2 separate regions of the Acanthopagrus latus genome follow, and region 1 is linked to region 2. Evidence: chromatin contacts called from public Hi-C data. All regions are on one chromosome and are shown on one strand. The core of a region is the stretch at or near the end of the contact, and the rest is flanking DNA. Distances in the headings are between cores, read along the strand shown.

Region 1 (3,393 bases), core at 541-3,040, 320 kb before region 2:
TAAACAAGAGGAACCTGCGGCTGCAGGTAATATTGCTGCTGTTAGTGTTAACTTCCCCCCCCCGACCTGATGTGCGCTTGGAGTAATTGCGTGTGCAGCATGTGTGAGTTATGTCAAAGATGAAGCTTGCTAAAGAGTAAGCCTGCCATGTGTAAATTGATGTACAGTTTTCTAATTTTTTCAGTGCACAAGGTACTGTAGGCTACCTCCCACTTAATGTTGGACAATAGTCATAGGGGCATAGAGGTAAATGCCATAGTGTGTATGAGTCTTTGAAGTTCCCTTTTGTCATAGAAATTACTCTCGTATTATTTCGTTGTGATGTTGGATCTTACATCGCACTTTTTCTTTTTTGATGTGTGCTGGATTCCCCTCATGCCCTGAAACATTAATGAGTATGCCTTTGCTCTTAAACCAGTCTCATGCATCTTGAATTTGAAAAGTGGGTGCACATTTGATGGATAGAAAAGTGGACAAATAATTGCAATATTTTTCTTTTGTTTTGATATTTTCCATAAGTTATTTAGTTTCTTTTCATTTTTTTTTTTTTTTTTTTGTTAAATGCCGAGTATCTCTTCGATCTAAAAAGTAGCACACATTTAACAATGCATGCATAGTAAGTCATTCACAGTAAGCCTATCTTCCCTTTACTGGTCATTAGGAGACGTTGCTATCTGTACACCACTGAATCAGAATCTCACCAGGATATGCAGAACACAATTCCCCTACAGACCTATTTATTCCACAGTATTTTGTATGTATTTATGGAAAGTCGAGCTCAATATTTTTTCCCATTTGGTTCGTTACCTACAGCTGTGCTATTTTCTTAGACCATTTACATGGATAATTATATTTTCCTCCATCTATTTCAAGCGACCAGAATCTGGTCACAAAATTTTATCCGCTTTTACATAATGCTCACATGATTTTTTGGAAAGATTGTACATTTCCAAGGTTTCTAATGGAATGTGATTTTAATGCACCGCAACAAAAGCTAGTGTCATTGCCAGTGAGTCTGAAAATGTATTATGGGTGACTCTTAAAATTACAGCTCCTTCATGTGTGATTAGACCTTACAGAAAGTTGTCATTAGGCTAAATGTGGTGTTAACTATAGTCAAAATTGAAACAGCACTGTTTTTCCTGCTATTTTCTTATGGTTATTCTTCAGCTGTTACCAAATACAATATACTGATCCATAAATATTCTGTAAAGGTATGTAAAAAAAAAAAAAAAAACCGACTATTTGATAGGAAGAATTGACTGTAAAAGTATGATATTGCTGCCTGTTTCCACTAATGACAGAAAAAAAGAGCTGTAATATCACATTACTTTTTTTTTTTTGCAATTTGAACGCATGGGTGAAAGTATCAGTGTGCTGTTGAATGTTTAAGGTAAACTAATGTGATGATTTTTGATGTGTGCTCAGTTACACGAGTTTCTTTAACATCTGTTAAATGAGGAATTTGACATGTATTTGTTGGGGGAAGGGGGGTGGGGGGGGGATAAATGGATTTGTTTTTGTACTCTGGGTGTTTGTAATTGAAAATTTGAATAAAGGCAATATAAATATGAACATGTTTGCTTCTGATGTATTTAAGGGTTGTGATTTTGAACTACCGTGGAAATAAGTACAGTACAGGGAAACTGTACCAGGAAATTAACACATTGGTTGCCATTGTTGCTGAAAGATAAGAACATTGAGCAGGAGAAAACAAGCCTGTATTTTGAATTATTCAGATATTGTCGATCATAATGTGTCCAAATGGGGTTAAACGATGCATTACTCGCTCCCCTGACGTGTAGAGCACGCGAGTCTCGTTTGTCCCTCTTCGCCTACCGTATGTACGCACAATTATGGCGGATTGAGAGTTGTGCTGTGTGTGTTTTGATGGTGTGAAGAATTTTTTTTTAACATTTCTACAACACCCTTTCCTCGGAATTCGCAGTTGTCCGAACTAATAACCCCACTGCGACTCAGGTAAGGGATTTATACATTACCTTGACGTGTCTGCCTGTCCAATACAAACGACACGTGGGTAATAGAGTTAGCTAATGAGGCTAGCGAAGCTAATAGCTAGGTTCTCTATGTTACCCAATAAAACACAGGTTGCAACGTATGTCAGATCAATCATTTGCACATGCCTTTATCGTTTGTGTCAGTCAAAGGGAATGCTTGACACCTAGCTTCATTTTCGGTTAGATTAAAGGTGAACATATTAGAATGGTGAGGTATTGTAGGTTAATGTATCTTTAACATAACTCTGTTAAATTAAGCAAATTTATTCAACGGTTAAATACGCAGTTACGCAGGTGTTACCCGTAACATTAATTACCGAGCGCTAACGGCTGACATCACTTTTTAATGTAGTGTTACTGTCAACAACAGCAACGGCATTAAGCTCTTATGAGTTCGCGCCATCTTAATAAGTGAGACAGATTCTTATATAAGGTTCATACGGCAAACTTAGTATGTTAACTTAAGTCTAGCAAACTTTTCGAATGCATATAAACGTTTTAGGGTAAACGTCTAAGCAGCTTGGTTGCCGGTTGACATGACTGTCTCTTGCCTCCACTCAAGTTTTTCTTTCACTGGAACTCATTAGTCTTACTAGCCTTTTTTTTCCTGTGGTATTTTTCAGTGAGAGGTAAATCCGGTTGAATAATGAAATCTGCGTTACACTTCTGAGAGAGCAGTGGAATCTAGAAGAATGAAAAAACACTAACTGAATGGAGACGGTGTAAAAACTTCTTAACCAAAATCTGTTGGTAAGAAGGAAGGATTTCTCCACATATGGAAGATCTAATTATCTCAAGTGTGACAATGGACACAGGTGCTTTAATCTAAGCAGCATAACCATGTCATATTCATTGACTGTGCAGGCAATTTAAAAACACAGCGTTCAAAAAAAAAAAAAAAAGTTTAATCAAATCAGTTTTATTTATGTAGCCTAAAATCACAGTCACATTGCCCCAGTGGGCCTTACATCCTCGATTGCCATATTGAAAAGAAAACCCTCTCAACAGTTGGGAAAAGATGGTAGAACCTCAGGAAGAACTCCAAATTTCATTGACAGAATATCTTATACAAGTAAATGATATAAATTAAGGGGTGTCACACAGACTCACATCTGCTGTGGTGACCTGGAAGAGGTCAGACCACACAAGGCAATTAGGGAAAAAAAAAGTCAAGAAAAGAAAAACAGAATGACAATGAAAGTGTCATGTGAAGGTCCTCACTTAGGAAAATATTCTGCCATCACCACAATAAACTGCATTCACCAAATAAATCTAAATCCAGACATTTATGCAAACACAGCATTATAAATATTTTGAGGTATCAGGCTTTTAGCTGTAAGTAGATACATTGTCACCAGCAAGTAGGGTCACTTGT
Region 2 (3,324 bases), core at 654-3,153:
TTGGTCTGATCTGTGTTACCCTCCCTAAATTCTGCAACACAGCCGAGATGAGTCCTCTCTGGCGCTGCGACGCCATCTAGCGACCATCCGACACCGCACTGTCGACTGTACCCACTGTAGTTCTGCTTCCATCCCTCCTTATTCCTACTCATGTGTTTTGTTTTGGGTTTTTTTGACTCCGCGCTGATGTAAAAGTGTAAATAAACTGCTCGTTGTTTTGCGGGGGAAAGCGGAGGAAAGTAAAGATGGTAACGATTGATGTCTGCTGGATAATGTTTTACTATTGGCAAAAGCAAAAAACAAAACAGAAAAGCATGTAAGATTTCGAAATTATTAGAATAGTGTAAAGACCCCCTTACGATTTTACTGTGCCTTTATAAGAGCGAAAAATCACTCATTTTTTATATAGCAGGCGATACTGTGGTTAATTATGGTCATCGGTTATTTCATACACAACTATTATCTTGTTTTGTTGTGATCTAGATATAGTTTCCTCCGCGCGTAAAAGGGATACCGTCTGCGTAAAAAGCGCGGTGCCATGCGTTTTTATTTATTCAGTTTTTTCTGTCGCTCGCTCCTGTTTGTGTCCTTACACCGGAAAAGAAACTGCACCTCGGTGTCAGTTTAGGGCAAGGTGTGCGGGTATGTGTGCTCGCACAGGCAGTTTGCACACATCGCCCGCCTGCTTCTTTGCCTTCCACGCTCTTTCCCCGTCTGGTGTGTGCAGGAGAGGGGCTGGTTCGATGTGTGTTATGTGACAAAAGACCGCCCAACCCCGCCTCGGAGAGAGAGGGAGAGAGAGAGAGGAAGAGAGAGAGAGGAAGAGAGAGAGACAAGGAGAGAGAGGTGAAAGCGTGGAGCATATACAGCTTGGCTTGGAGTCTTTTCTCACACCAGCTTAACGATCATGATGTGTCCAAGAGACATTTCCCTGTTTGTGAAGCGCGCAACTGTTGAGCGTGGTCTTGTTTAACGACGTGCCGGATGATTTAAGACCTCGGTCAGCGACCACCTGTGGGCAAACAAGCCGCCAATTAAGGACAGTTAACACTTATATCAATTAGTAAAAGGTCTCCCCCTTTTTTCTATAAGCGGTCACTTTTTTAAATAAAACACTACACTGTAAACATTAGGTAACGCGTAACTACGTGAGCTGCACTGCGCTGCCAAGTGTCCTGGCTCTGTGTTCAGTAATAAAGGTGCTCACCATTCACTAACACAGTCTGCATGGGGGGGGCTACTCACTATTACCCGGGCAACTGGTACAAACTGTACTCACTGTTTAAAGTTTCCATATGGTAAAGTGCGCTGCGCTTCCTATATGGTTATATGTTAATGGCACACACATGGGCCGGTGGTGAGCGAGGAGAAAAAAGGGGGTCCCATAACATAAGCCAGTGTCTCTTTAAAAAAAATTGAAGTTTCTTGTTGTATTCTGGAATGAGGTCAGACACGAGGCTCCTCATTGCACGCGCTGATTATTATTAGATTCGATTTTCGGCCAATCAGCAGCGAGGGGGCGTGAGTCTGGCACAGAGGCAGGGTAGCGACAGCGCGCCATTGGTGGATTTTTATCGCCGTTGTATCTCCGAGAAGGAATAAATGCAAGCAAGGGGGGCCGGGTCTGGAGGGCTGCTTGAAACTCGACTGCAGGTCTGCCGATGGAAGGGCGCACAGTGTAACTCGCTCTAGGTTTTTTTTTTTTTCTATTTTTTCCCCCTCTCCTTCCCCAGCATGCATGGCTTTTGTTTCTAGGAGAGAGGACAGGGCTGATGCAGAGAAAAGCACTTACCTGACACACTGTACTTGGGAGCCCTTTGTGAGTGGCCGGGTGCTCAGTGTGGCACTCAGTCTGCGCTCTGCAGCTGCATAGACTGTGTTCAGTCACCACACGGCTGAATTGATTTCCTAACACAGAAGGAAGAGACACACAGAGAGAGATAGCAGGGTACTGAGTGGAGAGTGGGCTGTGCTGTCTGAGCTGTTTCAACACCTACAGAAACTGGAAATTAAACTTTTTTTTTTTTTTTTAAACTACTAGCCTTCTTAAGGCTACACTGGACTGAACTGTTACGAGACTTTGCCGCACATCTCAGGAGTGACTATTTCTTGCGCTTTTTCTCTGTTTATTTTTTTTTTTTCTTTTACTCGGCTCCCAACTGCGAAGAGGGAGAGAGGAGGAAAAAAGAGCTGAGTTTGCTTTAAAGTGAATCGGAGGACCAAGGAGAGAGAGAGGGAGAGAGACAGAGCAAGTACACCGCTCTCCCCCCCTCTGTAAGCGGGCAGCATGGTGCAGAAAATGAGCCACACGGAGAGCACCGCCGAGGCGCTGTCCTTTTTCGCCGGGGACTCGAGCTCCGACTCCGGGGCGTGCATGGACCTGGACCCGGCCGCCTCGCCTCTCTCACCTGGCTCCACGGCTTCCTCCACCGCCGGGGACAAGCTCGGGGAGAACCCGGCATGGTGTAAGACTCCCAGCGGCCACATCAAGAGACCCATGAACGCGTTCATGGTGTGGTCGCAGATCGAGAGGAGGAAGATCATGGAGCAGTCCCCGGACATGCACAACGCGGAGATCTCCAAGAGGCTGGGGAAGCGGTGGAAGCTGCTCAGAGACAGCGACAAGATCCCCTTCATCAGAGAGGCGGAGCGGCTCAGGCTCAAGCACATGGCGGACTACCCCGACTACAAGTACCGGCCGAGGAAGAAGGTAAAATCGAGCGCCTCTAAGCCCGGCAGCGGGGACAAGGCGGAGAAACTCAGCGGTAGCTCCAACAACACCAGCACTAAGACGTCCTCGTCTTCGAGGAAGAGTGGATCCAAATCACCCAGCAGCAGCAGACCCCACAAATCACTTTTCGGGAGCAGCAGCAGTAGCACCAAAGCATCACCGTTTGCCTCTGAGCACCCGTCAGAGCACCACCACACCTCCCTCTACAAGTCGAAGTCCGTCTCTTCAGCGGCCAAGCAGATACCGGATGGCAAGAAGCCCAAGCGGGTGTACGTCTTCGGGAGCAGCGGGGCCAACTTGAGCGTCAGCCCCGCGTCCTCCGTCGTGGTCCCGGCCAGCCCGACGCTCAGCAGCTCGGCGGACTCCAGCGACCCGCTCAGCCTGTACGATGACGCGGCCAGCGGCAGGGAGGACGGCGCAGACTCCCCCGGCAGCAGCAGCAGCCCGGCCGGGTCCTCGGCGCGCCACGGCGGGCACACATACAGCAGTCGGCGGGCTTCCTCCCCGACCCCCTCCGGCTCCCACTCCTCCGCCTCGTCCCACTCGTCCTCCTCCTCTTCCTCGGAGGACGAAGAGTTCGAGGACGACTTGCT

Evidence for each region. A called contact is a pair of places that touch in the nucleus more often than the background predicts.
Region 1: a contact with region 2 is called in a Hi-C map of liver, with 2.7 times the contacts expected there. The contact joins the promoter of cdkal1 here to the promoter of sox4b in region 2. A contact is called at or near these places in 3 of 4 Hi-C or Micro-C datasets (liver and muscle).

The regions. Positions count from the first base shown.
Region 1 is chr17:13,219,897-13,223,289 of fAcaLat1.1, reverse strand. It overlaps cdkal1 (threonylcarbamoyladenosine tRNA methylthiotransferase), which reads left to right and starts at 1,790. Exons shown (of 15, transcript XM_037074091.1): 1 at 1,790-1,980. LOC119005886 (transcription factor E2F3-like) reads left to right here. Exons shown (of 11, transcript XM_037073963.1): 11 at 1-568.
Region 2 is chr17:12,901,341-12,904,664 of fAcaLat1.1, reverse strand. It overlaps sox4b (transcription factor SOX-4b), which reads left to right and starts at 1,903. Exons shown (of 1, transcript XM_037075629.1): 1 at 1,903-3,324. The coding sequence starts at 2,288.